Regions from separate parts of the Mus musculus genome. Here regions 2 and 3 are each linked to region 1. Evidence: chromatin contacts called from public promoter capture Hi-C data. All regions are on one chromosome and are shown on one strand. Each heading gives the region's core, a stretch centred on a gene start, on an enhancer-like site or on the middle of the called end of the contact. The rest is flanking DNA. Distances are from core to core; before and after follow the strand shown.

Region 1 (4,799 bases), core at 689-3,188:
TAAAAAGCAGCTCCCTGGATTTCCATGTAAATCATAATGCTTGTTAGAATCTTCAATCATCCAATACTTCACCTTTATTGCATGTAACATAGGTTGCAATCACCCATTTATCTACAAAATCCTTGGCATGTAGTCTAATCCCAGCCTGAGGGCACAGGGACAGATCAACCTATCCCTGTTATATCTCCCAGCACCTGCTAAGATGCCTGACATGACTCAATGAGAAGGCTCTCCGTGAACAATTAACTGAATCAGGAAGGCGCTAGTGTTATTCCCACACACAGTGTCCTTCAGTGTGTCCTTCTTTCTTTGCTTTCTCCAAGGAGGACATCTTGGGACTCACAGGGTACCAGTCACTCGGCCCAAATGTCCTACAAATCCAGTAACTGGACTCCAAAGATACCAGGTGACCCTCTCCTGTGGCCACACTGGAGTCAAGGCACTTTATGACAGAAGAATCAGAGCCTAAGTTAGAAAATACAATCAGCCTTCAACTCTACATGTGAGGGGTGCTCAGGGAGACACCAGAAAACGCACTCTCAAGTCCCAACACTTCCCTCTCTGTAATAAGCTTTGCATGCACTTCTAGGGGCAACTCAGCAGCACCCTTCAACAACACTCAGAGCCAAAGTGCGCATACAAAACAGCCTAAAACAAACAGGAAAAACAAAAACACCAAACTACAGCTCTGCAGAACCCCTAAGACCCAAAAGAACCTAGAAACCCAAAGCCACGGAAACCATTCAAACACCAACAGAGGGCTGTTGCTACTAAAGCCATCAGAGATTTGTTCTAGATTCAGACAGGCCCTCCTGGGGCTCAAGCTTCTCCTAGTAGCTCAGATCTGGGCTAAGTTAACGTGTCCACAGTGCAGGCTCTCTCGCTGTAAAACTGAGAATGTGCGACCGTCCCGGTGGACTAACAATGTAAACATAGCCATGCACAAAGTTCTTGGTGTGTGGCCTTTAAAAAAAGCTCAGTAAATGCCAGCTCTGTCATTCTAGGCAGTTATCAATCCCCCCTCTCTAGTTTCCACTGGATTCCCAAAAACTGTCCTGCCCTTTCTAAGTTGAGGGGCTCTATGTACAAGTGATCGGAATACCTGTTCTAGAACCAGAACGGACCATACAGTTGGATCTTCATCTGTGAAATCCCATCACGGGGATCACAAGTGACCCCCGGGGCTGCCTATGTATGCATCTCATGACTGACTCGTCCGAGACTAAAACGCACTTAGGAGGAGACACCAGAGGTTCCCCACGCCATTCCCACCGCCCGCACCCGCATTTCCTGTCCCACACCCGCAGTTTTCAGGGACCCTCTGGGCGCTGGTACCTCCCACGGACGCCGCGCGGCCGCGTGGAGCGGGACGACCCCACCCACGTGCCCGCGCCCGCGGAGGAGGCCGCGGTGCATCCTTCCTCCCGCGCCCGCAGCTCCACGCCGGCGGTTTCCCCGAATCCGCGAGGACGCCCTACTCGCCACTCACCCTCCACCAACCCCCGTTTCCCCGACCCTCGCCACGGCCCAGCACCCCGCGGCCCAGGAGTCCCCTCAGGCACCGGCGAGCGGCATGCACGCTCGCCGAGTGGGAGGAGGGAGGCCTGGCCGCCATCCCGCGACCCTCATCGCCTCACAACGGGCGCTGCGCGCACTCACCGCGGGCTCCGACCCACGCAGGCCTGGCTGCTCCTCAGAGCGGCTCCTGCCCAGCGCCACCTCCTCAGGACCCTGACGCAGCTGCTGGGGCCGCCCTGCGAGACGGGGACGACCGCCTGCTGCCGGCTCAGCCTCCCGCTCTGCCGCCGCCTCCTCGTCCGAGCCCGCGACCGCGGCCACAACCGCAGCGACGTTTCCCGGGCGCCGGCTGAGCAGCGTCTGTTGAGCCGCAGTCCTGGACGCGCACCCCGGGCTGGCGCTCGTTGCATATGCAAAGAGACCGCCGCCCATTGGCCCGCGGGCGGTGGCGCGTGCGGGGCTCGGCCTATCAAATGCCGGCCTGGGGAGCGCGGTGCTGGCGGCAGGGGCGGGGCGAGGTTACTATGGGTCATTCTGCGGAGCCGCCGACGGCTGGACCCGACTGGGGCCCTCGCAGGGCGGGGATTGAGCCCTTGGGGAGGGGAGCGGCGGGACGGACCCGCAGCTACAGCAGCTGCAGAGGGGAGCTGGGCAGGGGGCGCAGGGCGGGAAGACCTGAGGCGTCCAGGGTGCCCCCGCTGAGAACTGCAAAACCCGCCTTCACTGCTGCGATGCATAAATCTCAATATAAACGAAGAAATAACCTGCTTGTTTTTTTTTTTCCCCATTCTTCTCAGGACTGGGTTCGTTATCCTAGTTTGAACACGGATTTCTAGCAAATCTTGCAAAGAGAAAAAAAAAAAAATGACGTTTGAAAATGCTTGTGAAGGGGAAAGCTCAAAGCATGCCCTGTATTATTTCTCTTGCATGGGCTTCGTTTAATGCAGCGTGTATCCCGTTTACTCGTAAATCTTCGCATACCCACATTTCATGTTTGCAAAGGATGAAACTTTACTCAAAAATAATCTTTTATCAGCCGGGCGTGGTGGCGCACACCTCTAATCCCAGCACTCAGGAGGCAGAGGCAGGCGGATTTCTGAGTTCGAGGCCAGCCTGGTCTACAAAGTGAGTTCCAGGACAGCCAGGGATATACAGAGAAACCCTGTCTCGGAAAAAAAAAAAAAAAAAAAGCTTTATGAATCTTTATGACTGTGTGTGTTGTTTAGTTTGCCATTGTATAGATCCTCTTGGACACTACATCAGGATATAGGCATTTATTTTACAACTGCCTCCCCCCACTCAAAACATTCACCCAGCAAAACACAAATGACTAAATCAGCCACTGGAGTGTAATATTAGAAAGAGACTGTTCGTAGCAGAGTTGTTTTTTCTTAACCTAACCTATTATTTAGTTGGTCTGTGAACTTTTCTTTAAGTAGGTGAAAGGTCGAGTTGCTGTGCTAGCCTCAAGCTAAGGCAGAAAGAGGCTCACTTCCCAGGACAATCTTAAAAACTCCGAGGAGGCTGCCAGGACTTGAGCTAGGTGGAGCCATGATACACTCTACAAAGCCAGCTCACTCACTCACCTTGGGCCCCTAGCCAGTCTAATTGCCTGAAAGAACAGATAGTGTTTGACTCAAGCAGCCTGCTCCTACTAGGAATTTCACATTTCCCAAGGAAACCCTGCCAATAAAAGGAATGCAGAATTTCCAGTCTACAGAGGGATGAAGATGTGTACCTCAGAAGTGGTCATTCAGAACTGCAAACCTTGAGAAAAACTAAGCAACTTCAAGACAGCAAAACTAATAGTGAACCTTCCTCCCCAGTTAACAAACATAAAACACATGTGTAGAATTCCAGGGACATCTTTCTTCGTTATCTCTTTATAGGCTAAACAATATTTTATGGGCATGTATTTACATTTAACAGAAAATACTCTTGAGATTCAAATACTGAATTGGAATATTGTCTGCTGTTTAATACTAGTTAAACAGAAATTATTGTGCTTCTGTTCACTAGGCTTCTTTGTATGGTTGTTTAGTTCTTTGTGGGAGAGTGGGAGCCAAGATCTCATGTAGCTCAGACAGGCCTGGATTTTACTATGTAGATCAGGGTGGCCTAGAATTCACAGTGATTCTAGGATTACAGGTGTGATACACCTCTTTAGGCTTTGTTTACACCTGGAAACTCGTGCTTACACTAAGCCCACAGGCTAACCTTAAACTCCAGACAATCTTCCAACCTCACCTAGGTTTATTTATTGTCGTTGTTGTTTTGAAACAACAGGGTGTGATGACTCACAACTTTAATCTTAGTACTTGGAAGGCAGAGGCAGATAGATCTCTAAATTTGAGGCATGCCTAGCCTATTTAGTAAGGTCTAGGCCTGCCAGAAGCAGAAGATGGTGTTTTGTTGAGAGAGAGAGAGAGAGAGAGAGAGAGAGAGAGAGAGAGAGAGAGACTGGCAAGGTGACTCAGAGGATTATAGGTGCTTAGTGCGAAGCTTGATGACCTGAGTTCACCATGGGATACAAGTACACATGCACAAAATAAATATAATAAAAAGAAAAAGCAAAAACACATCTGGGCACAGTGATCCCAGCACTAGAGATGTTGCGGCTGGAGGGCTGCTGCTGTGACACTGGCCCTAGCTTGGGTTACGCAGTGAGTTGCAGGCCAGCTTAAACTCCAGAGTGAAACTCTGTCTCAGAATAACCAACCAAGACAAGGAAAGGAAAGGAAAGGAAAGGAAAGGAAAGGAAAGGAAAGGAAAGGAAAGGAAAGGAAAGGAAAGGCAAGGCAAGGCAAGGCAAAGCACATTTGCTTTTCTCTTAGAAAGGATTCAGTATGTGTTCAGAGTTTTGAGGGGTATTGAATTTTGATTACATTTCCCTTCTTTTTTGTAAAACTTCAAGTCAGAGACTATTAAGGGTCAACCACATGAAATCATGAACAGGAGTAGGCAGTCCCTTGTGCCCTTTTGGTGTGTTTCCAACTTACTGCAACAGTAAGGGGAATTGTCTATAATTGACATAAACATGTAATGGTCTATTTCCTGTGAAGGGGCATAGAAAGAGACTGTAACTATATCACAAAAACTACATTTCCCATTACGATAAGACAACAGAACCAGCTGATATTTAGAGTTTTAACAGGAATGTTTTTGTTTCATTTCCGGTGGGTGGGTGGGTATGAATATAGCACATGATGCTGTGTGAATGAAGGAGGCTCTGACTCCAAGGAGCAGAATAATCAACAAGAAGCAACTTTAAAATGTCACTT
Region 2 (4,799 bases), core at 1,322-3,821, 780 kb before region 1:
ATAAACAAACAAACCAACAAATAAATTTTAAAAATTAAGTGAAACCCAGACCACCTTTGTTAAGACTTCAAAAATATCATATGTGTTTAAAAGCCAACATCCAAGGGAATGAGCTCATGTTACTAAAATGTCTCCTTGAGAAGCAAGCCTTGTATACTCAAGTCTTTTCAACCTAGTATGTGACCATGTTCTACCAACTCATTGTGAAGGATCAATATACACCAGTACATTGAATGTGTAGCCCCAGCATGTTCCAGTGAGGTCCATGTGAACTCATGTGATGCTCTCTCATCATTGAGGAAAATTAAATATCTTTCCCAGAGCAAATCAGTGAGGACTTCTGTGAAATTTTTTTCATAAGTTTTAAAACTATTTTAGTATTTATTTCATATTCATAAGTTTTGAACAATTCAACAGTGTTTTGTAGAGTAGGAAGTCTTACAAACCTAATAAAAGATCAGCTTAGGTCTATTAGCTGGAGGTCTCTCCTCCTCTTACTCATTACTATATAGATAGAGTCAACAACTAATAAGCCACAAAACTTTCTTTCTTTTTTTTTTCATTTTAGCATGTTTACTTTTTTGTTTTTTATTAGATATTTTCTTCATTTACATTTCAAATGCTATCCCAAAAGTCCCCTATACCCCCCCTCCCACCCTGCTTCCCAATCTACCCACTCTCACTTCCTGGCCCTGGCATTTCCCTGTACTGGGGCATATAATCTTCCCAAGACCAAGGGCCTCTCCTCCCATTGATGGCGGACTAGGTCATCCTCTGCTACATATGCAACTAGAGACACAGCTCTGGGGGGGGGGGTTGTGTGTGTTACTGGTTAGTTCATATTGTTGCTCCTCCTATAGGGTTGCAGACCCCTTTAGCTCCTTGGGTACTTTCTCTAGCTCTTTCATTAGGGGCCCTGTGTTCCATCTAATAGCTGACTGTGAGCATCCACTTCTGTGCTTGCCAGGCACTGGCATAGCCTCACAAGAGACAGCTATATCAGGGTCTTGTCAGCAAAATCTTTCTGGCATATGCAATAGTGTCTGGGTTTGGTGGTTGTATATGGGCTGGATCCCCGGGTGGGGCAGTCTCTGGATGGTCTTTCCTTCCGTCTTAGCTCCAAACTTTGTCTCTGTAACTCCTTCCATGGGTACTTTGTTTCCCATTCTAAGAAGGAGCAAAGTATCCACACTTCCTTCTTCTTCCTTCTTCTTGAGTTTTGCAAATGCCACAAAACTTTCAAAGCCTTCTGAATAGCCTTCTCTTTAGTGCTTTCCAATGTATATTAAAATAATCTATCTTTCATCCCCATTGATTAAAGCCTTCTTAAAGCCAGAAAACTATATTCATTTTTTTCTTTTCCCAGTAGTTCACAAACTATCTGGCACCTCATAAGCATCATAACTCAGTTGGTGGGTAGATAAAATTGGAATGTGATTGTTCAGTCAGCAGAGACTTTTAGAGGACCTCATACAACAAGATTCTCTCAGTTCTCAGAAATATATTTCAGTATATACAGGGTTAGAGGACTCACATCTTTAATAAAATAAAGTTAAAAATTTAGACCTGTATAAATTATTAAGGTACCTAATCAAGTTCCACGGCAAAGTACAGCCATGGTTATGAATTATAAATCCAAGAAGCGGTGGGTTAACTCTGACATTGTTCCTTGGATGGTTCTCATTCATTGAAGTTAGTCACCTCAACTTACTCAACCAAAACCTAGAAGTATTTCTGTGGTACTATGTTCTCTTGATGCCAAGAGGGCTCTAGGCATATGAAAATCTCTCAATCTCTCTCCCTCTCTCTCCCCCTTCCACCCCCACTCTCTCTCTTCTAGCAGTAATCCCTCCCTTCCTGGTAGGCAGTATGTTTTTTGGAGCACAGTTTCTTAGCTATCTCTTGCAACACCTGATTTTGCTGAAGATTTGAATGGCCTCATATAGAAGTATCAACAACTTGAGCGTCTGTGAACTCTCATTTTGAACACTGTGCTGAAAGAATTGGAGTTGATTCTCATTAAAAAAAAAATTAAGCATCTCACCTTTTTTGCTCAAACTAAACAGTTTTAAAACAGTTCTGCCTGGAGTCATGATATGAAATACGATCTATCATATTTGCAATGTTCTGTTCAATTGTGGCTGCACCAGGAAATGAGAACGTATTTCTTTATAGGCACAAATAAAAAGATAGTCATTATCTGTAAAATTCTTATGACATGGCAGCAAGCCCAAGAAACCTTTCTAAACAAGGCGTGAAAACGCAGAGATGTCCTTGCAATTAGTCATGTCTATCTGACAGATTTCTTCCTTTCTAAGGGAATTTGTGCTGAACATTTTATTTCGAGCCTCAGAGATAAAAGAAGGGGGAAGAAGCTGTAGTTTTTGCTACATAAGACAGGTGGCGTAAGCATGCAACGCTTTAAAAAAATATCTAAAGTGATTGTTTTCTCTCGGATTCTTTGAAAAAGCTCGCCTGCGCTGGGGTTTGAGGCTGAGCCGGTGACGTCAGCGTGGAATGCGGAGTCAGGCGCCCAGGCTCTCTATAAGCCGAGGAGCTGTCCGGTGCTGAAACGGCCCGAGCCCTCACTCAGCGGCAGAGAGGAGCATGCTTGGAGCCTTCCACATAATATAAGACAGAGGTAAGACTGCTTTCTCTTCTATTTACTGGAAAGTTCTCATTTGAGTGTCCCTCCCTGTTTTCCCAGATGAGAGGAAAAAGACCGTTGGCAAGCTTATATTGATAGAATAACCGGACAACCTGCTGCTTTTTAGGCAAGGATACTCTATACGTGTGTGCCGAAATGAGGGGCTCTGTGATTTACAGGACTTGTCAGAGAATATGCATTAACTATAATGTTACTGAGTAAAACTGTATGCAAGGAGAGCAGAAAAGTTGAGAATTTTAACGTCAACATGCCGATTAATGTAAAGTTAACCAAACCTTATGTTTTGATTCTTTCTCTAATGTGTTCTTTTTCTCCCAAGAGTCAGATATAGAACCAAAAATATAATTTTATATGCTTAATAATCTTAACAGACAGTTTAAAAGGATTCAAATGTCATCAATCATATGAGTCACAGAGGCAAAAAATTTAGATTTGTTTTCTTTCTTTGATATTCACCTTAAGGGAACTCTGAATTAATTATTAATTATTTTATGAACTGGTATATTCCAGAAGGGCTTATGTTATTATGTGCTAATTTTAGTCTTGAGAAAGCAGCTTAGAATAATTTTGAACATTGACATTTTCCCCTTTTCAAAGATGAACTATCACTTTGTGGGAAAGGTTCATGTTACTAGGAATCACAGAGAAATGATAACTTTGAATCCAGGGAAGAAAATATATAGATCGGTATGGACTGTGATTGTAATTTTTATGCGTTGGTTGGAAAAGCTGATATGTTACTTGCTGAAGAGGTTGATTGAAGCAAATTTATTTTTGTTTATCCTAACTAGGTGGGTTGTTTGAATCAGATTTACTCACATGTGTTGATGGTTCAGTGTCAATGTTCCAGCTGATTTCATAGGAAAGATGTTTTTTACTGTAAGGGGCATCAATAATAGCTGTCTGAGGAGACACAATGTTCCTACCATTTAGACTTCAGAAAATTAAATTTTAAATCAAACACTGTGTAAGGTGTTAGAACTATTAAAGCCATCTTCACTGCTTGCAAGAGCAGCTCCTAGAGAAATGAAGTCCTTTGAGTGTTAGAAGCAATAACGGTGTCATCTAAAGTAAACCAGAGTCAGCGACGAGTCGGCCATGCATGTTAGGCTGTGGTTCAAACTGCAATGTGCATTCTTTCTCTAATTCTACAGAAAAACCTCCCTTCAAAGTAGTGGGTTCTCAGATAATCACGTAATCCATATGCTAAGATGTGTTAAGAGTATGTCAAGATAATGATCTTAAAGCAAATGCACTCAATATGGCTTTCAAGATAACATTTAACATGACAGTAGTGAAAGCTGATTGCCAAAGCTAAATCAATCCTGAAGTAATATGAAATATATTATATACATATAGAACCCTTTTTATTTAAACTTCATTATATCACTCACAAGTTTATGGGTACAGTTTCTTGAAGAAAGCATTTGTTTATTTTGGAAATGTTCTGTGTATGCTTAAATAGCCTACTTGGTGGTAATCTTAATCAGCCTATGTATGTAAGCAAAGGAAGTTTCTATACCTACAACCTATTGACAGTTCTAAAAAAATTATAGCATTCATTATCAGCAAGATCTGTTAAGCAATATCTAGATGCTTAATCTAACAGGAAATCATTTTCACATAACTTTGCTTATTTGCCACAAACCAGGATGTATCGAAGACATGAATAAACTTATAGATTTATTTACATGCATTTGTTTACAAAAGAAATTTCAAGGATTGAAATAGCTTCTCCAATTATCAGCAATGCCAAGCAGGAAGTGTACAAGTGATTCCTCTTACTAATCCATCTGTGAGATTTTAAAAATATTGGAGAAAAAAATGAATGAAGGTTTTTTTACCTTTTTTTCTTTTCTTTTCTTTTTTAAGTAGGAAGAATTCAACACATCGTCTGTGTTTATCTAAATTGGGAGTTACATAGTGGTTATTTTCAGATTTTCTAACAGTGTGTGTGAGTCATTTAAGATTTCACAGGTCCCTACAAAAATAGGCAGAGACATAAGACAAACTGAATCTGAACACTCAAAAGCTTAGAAATAGACTAGTTAAGTAAACTTATGTTCTCCCTGTAGCATCTGTTTATTTACTATACACTAGAGGAAAGATGAAAAATATAACCCTAATTGCA
Region 3 (4,799 bases), core at 1,660-4,159, 680 kb after region 1:
CACTACTCACACCTGAACAAATCAGTCTGTTTTTTTCCTGAAGTGTAGTACACGCTTGCCTCCTGGCACCCGCTCAGGTAAATGGCAGATCCAATCATCTGGCTGAAGCAGACCGTGGTGAGGTCATTATCCTGAAGCACTCTGTTAGGAATCTCAGGGAACCAAGGACTGCTAGTCTAATTAGGCAAGCAGTTCACGAGGAAGAGGCCAGAAGAAGAAGAGATTTGAGGGTTATCCAAAATATGTTTAGAAAAGGCCAGTCTACCAGCAAAGGGGGGGGGGGGTGTCTCCCAAATAAAGAGAAGTTCTGGAATATTAAACCTTTTTACGACATATAAGCAGAGACAGAGACAGAGAGAGAGGAGAGAGTCAGATGGAGAGAGGGAAAGGAGAGTCAGAGAGATGGAGACAGACAGAGAGAGAGAGAGAGAGAGAGAGAGAGAGAGAGAGAGAGAGAGAAAGACAAATTTCCTCATTGGCATAAAGTGGTACCTCTTAAAGCCAATGGCAAGTGCATGAAGTGTTACTCTGGGCCTTGGCACTCTTGCTGGGAGTATCTCCAAAAAGACCCAGTCCTCCATCAAGAAGCAGATGTACACGGGAACAAGACAAGAAGGTAGTTGTGTTTTGGTCTGGCCTAATCTCACTCACTTAAGAATGCTAAGATTTAAGCCAAACTTGTTAGCTGGTGATCTTCCAGCTAGTTGGAAGGCTGAGGCAGGAGGATCCCAGCCACAAAGCCATCCTTGACAGTCTGGTAGCCTGGGTAACTTACTGAGACCTTACCTCAAAATAAAACTTGAAAATAGGATTGAGGGTGTAACTCAGCTGTAAAGAGTTTGCCTGGTATGCTCAAGGCCCTAATTACAGCAAAGATTTCCCAGTGCCAGTTCACTCTTTGCCTCTGTCTGCCCTTCTCCAAACAAGGCCACGTGTCCCTGCCCCAGATCAGAGACTAGGCTCCTGAGTGCTGACTCGCCCATCTTTTTTCTCTTGTCAAAAAAGAAAATGTCCATGTCATTAACAGTCTGTGCTTTTTGACATTTTTTATTGGCTATGTTATGTATTTACATTTCAAATGTTATCCTCCTCCCAGGTTTCCCTTGAAACCCCTCCTATCGCCTTCCCCTTCCCCCTGCTTCTATGAGGGTGCTCCCCAACCAACTACCCACTCCAGCCTCACCTCCTTAGCATTCCCCTGTGCTGGGGTCTAAGCCTCTATAGGACCAAGGGATTACTAGATAAGGCATCCTTTGCTACATAGCAGCTGGAGCCATGGATCCCTCCATGTGTACTCTTTGGTTGAAGGAGTTTGCAACCCCATAGGAAGAACAGCAACCAGGCCCCCACCCCCACCCCCCCCAAGAGCTCCCGGCTTTTTGACATTTTCAACTTTAGATGATATATGATTGATATTGAGAACATTAGTTTATTCTGGGGGTAAAAGTTTAGGTTAAGGTAAGACCAACACAGGTTTGGCTTTGGGCAGACATAGAGGTATAATTGCTTAGAGTAACCTAAATCATGAGCCTTAACCCCAGTGATCATCTCTTTGATTCTCTTTCCTTCCTCCCCTCCTCCTCCTCCCCTCTTCTTTTCTCTCTCCCTCCCGTTCTTTCCCTCCTTAGCCCACTTTATCCTCCTCCTGAAACTTTTTGATATTTTGAGATAGTATCGCACTATGTAGATCAGATTGGCATTGAACCCGAGAACCTTCTCTGTCACTCTCCGAGTGCTTGGATTAGACATGGGAACCACCATGCTGGGCCCTGATGGTGGTTTCTAAAATGTTGAAAGAACGAGCACACCACTGGTTTTTCAATGCTGCTCTTTTCTTTTGATCAAAATGCTAAATGCGATAGCTTCGGCTCACTGGCTCACTTTATGTCATTTAAAAGATGCTTTTAAAATTTTATGTGTATAAATGTTTGTCTCTGTGTGTATGTAACCCACATCCACATGCATGACTTTGCCTGTAGAGATCAGAATAGGGTGTCAGAACTCCAGGAGTTGGAGTTAATGATAGTTGTGAGCTACCATGCGTAGGTGCTGGAAAACAAACATGGGTCTTTTCAAGAGCAGCCAGTGCTCTTAACTGCTGAGCCATCTCCCCAAGTCGTATCATTTTATGTTATCTTATGTGCAATGAGCAAAATTAAGGAAAAATCAGTTTGGAAGAGACTCATCAGTGGGACTTGTGCACTGGGAATGTGTCTGTATTGTGCTTCTCGCTTCTATGTTACTTCAGCTGGCACTGCAATGAACAGGCTTATTTCAGGAGACAGTTTTAAAACACAGTTACATTTTATTACTCCTTTAAAAGTACATTGGCAAAGTCCACATCACCAAGGAGTGTGTTTAATTTAATCTTTTACTGAGTGTAGCCCTTGTCCTGTTTATGACCCAAGACTGATGCCTCAGCCCATAAATGTGGCTTCTCTGAAGCCATACTGAACATACATGCAGCCCTCCGACAAGACAGCATTTAACAACCTTTTTTTTTTTTTTTAACTAATCGAAAATTGCTTCTCTCAAGTTCCCAGAGAGGCATGGACGCTAGCATGGCCCACGCTTTGCTGGAAAAGCACAGGATGTTTTAGAGAAGGTAGTTCTGACTGCTGGAAAACATCTTGAATTGTTGAAGGTCTAACAGACTCGAGAAAGCCCCGGAGAATCAATGGAAGAACAACACGATGTAATGGCTTTTAAAAGATGGGAACCAGAATGAAAAAAAAAAAAGCTTTAATTCATTTCAGAAAGAGATGTCAACTCAGTGTTTGTGGATAAAGTTGCCAGATAATCTTTCTCAATTCCAAATTCATTTTTGGGGGTTTGGAAACCAGACAGTGTCAGGCACCAAGAAAAGTCTCAAACAGTTGGCGCCATCTAGTGGTTGTGAAGGACAAAGCCAGAGCGCGAACCGATTCCAGGCTAGTAAGCCCACACACTTCTGGAAATAGCCCTGTAGCTTTTCTGCACGGGATTCGGGTTTGCATGGTAAGTACTTTTACATACTGGGTTGTCTAGGATGCTTTCCCAGTAAGCACTTATCATAATCCTAATAGTGAAGTGGCTCACCCTTTCTAGGATCTCAGAGAAGTATCTGATTCAAGGTCATTTGGATGAAGTGAATAGGCGACAAATTGAAGTTTTCTGGTAACTATTCAGTCGTGGCCTCTCCAAAAGCACACAGCATTCTCAGAGAACACTTAAAAGGGAAAGTAAGCCCTTGGAGAGATGGTCCTTGTAGAAGATCACATCTCAGTTCCAAAAGTCCCAATAGGAGCCTCACAATTGCCTGTAAACTCCAGTTGCAGAGGCTCCAACACCTTCATTTGGCTTTCTCGGGTACCTGCACACACGTGATGCATGCTCAAATAAATATGAAAAAAGAAACTCACAAATATGAATCCATTTGACCTTTGTGTAGCATGTATACATGGGTTTTCAAAGAATTATTTTAAATATACTTTATGTATAAACCAAAGGGCAGAGAGACCCTTCCATCGTGGAGTGAAAGTTCCAAACATGATGATGAGCATATTCGTCTCAGCTCCAAACTTCGTCTCTGCAACTCCCTCCATGGGCGTTCCACTCCCAATTCTAAGAAGGGGCAAAGCGTCCACACCCTGGTCTTCATTCCTCCTGAGTCTCATGTGCTTCGCAAATTGTTTCCTATATCTTGGGTATTCTAAGTTTCTGGGCTAATATCCACTTATCAGTGAGTACATATCATGTGAGTTCTTTTGTGATTGGGTTACCTCACTCAGGATGATGCCCTCCAGGTCCAACCATTTGCCTAGGAATTTCGTGAATGCATTCTTTTTAATAGCTGAGTAGTACTCCATTGTGTAAATGTACCACATTTTTCTGTATCCATTCCTCTGTTGAGGGGCATCTGGGTTCTTTCCAGCTTCTGGCTATTATAAATAAGGCTGCTATGAACATAGTGGCGCATGTGTCCTTCTTACCGGTTGGAACATCTTCTGGATATATGCCCAGGAGAGGTATTGCGGGATCCTCCGGTAGTACTATGTCCAATTTTCTGAGGAACTGCCAGACTGATTTCCAGAGTGGTTGTACAAGCTTGCAATCTCACCAACAATGGAGGAGTGTCCCTCTTTCTCCACATCCTCACCAGCATCTGTTGTCACCTGAATTTTTGAGCTTAGCCATTCTGACTGGTGTGAGGTGGAATCCATCCCATAATCAGCCTCTAAATGCTGACACCATTGCATACACTAGCGGGATTTTGCTGAAAGGACCCTGATATAGCTGTCTCTTGTGAGACTATGCTGGGGCCTGTCAAACACAGAAGTGGATGCTCACAGTCAACTATTGGATGGATCACAGGGCCCCCAATGGAGGAGCTAGAGAGAGTACCTAAGGAGCTGAGGGGATCTGCAACCCTATGGGTGGAACAACAATATGAACTAACCAGTGTGCCCCCCCCCCCCAGCTTGTGTCTTTAGCTGCATATGTATCTGGCCTTGTTGGCCATCCGTGGAAAAAGAGGCCCAAAGAGGCCCATTGGTTGTGCAAACTTTATCTGCCTCAGTGCAGGGGAACGCCAGGGCCGGGAAGTGGGAGTGGGTGGGTGGGAGAGTGTGTGTGTGTGTGTGAGGGTGTGAGGGACTTTTGGGATAGCACTGGAGATGTGAATGAAGAAAGTACCTAATTAAAAAAGAAAAAAAGAAAAAAAGAAAGAAAGAAAAGAAGAGAAAAGAAAGAATGAACATATTCTTATACATATAAAAGAAAGCAAAGCAAAACAAAAACCATGGCAGCCCCCCCCCCCA

The links. Promoter capture Hi-C pulls out the DNA fragments that hold promoters and counts their contacts.
Region 2: a promoter capture Hi-C map of hippocampal neurons shows a contact between it and region 1, with 10 times the contacts expected there. The contact joins the promoter of Scg2 here to the promoter of Acsl3 in region 1. A contact is called at or near these places in 5 of 39 promoter capture datasets (cranial neural crest, frontonasal cranial neural crest, hippocampal neurons and 1 more) and 1 of 115 datasets of contacts at active chromatin or transcription factors (astrocytes).
Region 3: a promoter capture Hi-C map of pre-B cells shows a contact between it and region 1, with 2.8 times the contacts expected there. The contact joins the enhancer-like site here to the promoter of Acsl3 in region 1. A contact is called at or near these places in 5 of 39 promoter capture datasets (the 3T3-L1 cell line, the HPC-7 cell line, HPC-7-derived erythroid cells and 2 more) and 1 of 484 Hi-C or Micro-C datasets (epidermal suprabasal cells).

Annotation. Positions count from the first base shown.
Region 1 is chr1:78,654,964-78,659,762 of GRCm38.p6, reverse strand. Acsl3 (acyl-CoA synthetase long-chain family member 3) reads right to left here and starts at 1,938. Exons shown (of 15, transcript NM_001033606.2): 1 at 1,660-1,938. It overlaps Utp14b (UTP14B small subunit processome component), which reads right to left and starts at 1,938. Exons shown (of 3, transcript NM_001001981.3): 1 at 1,660-1,938.
Region 2 is chr1:79,437,798-79,442,596 of GRCm38.p6, reverse strand. It overlaps Scg2 (secretogranin II), which reads left to right and starts at 2,571. Exons shown (of 2, transcript NM_009129.3): 1 at 2,571-2,641.
Region 3 is chr1:77,976,976-77,981,774 of GRCm38.p6, reverse strand. No RefSeq gene overlaps it. Among named protein-coding and RNA genes, the nearest start is that of Gm26263, 81 kb to the right of the region's middle. Within about 2 kb of position 2,909, at least 6 of the 459 cell types and tissues checked have an H3K27ac peak or open chromatin away from gene starts, as enhancers often do.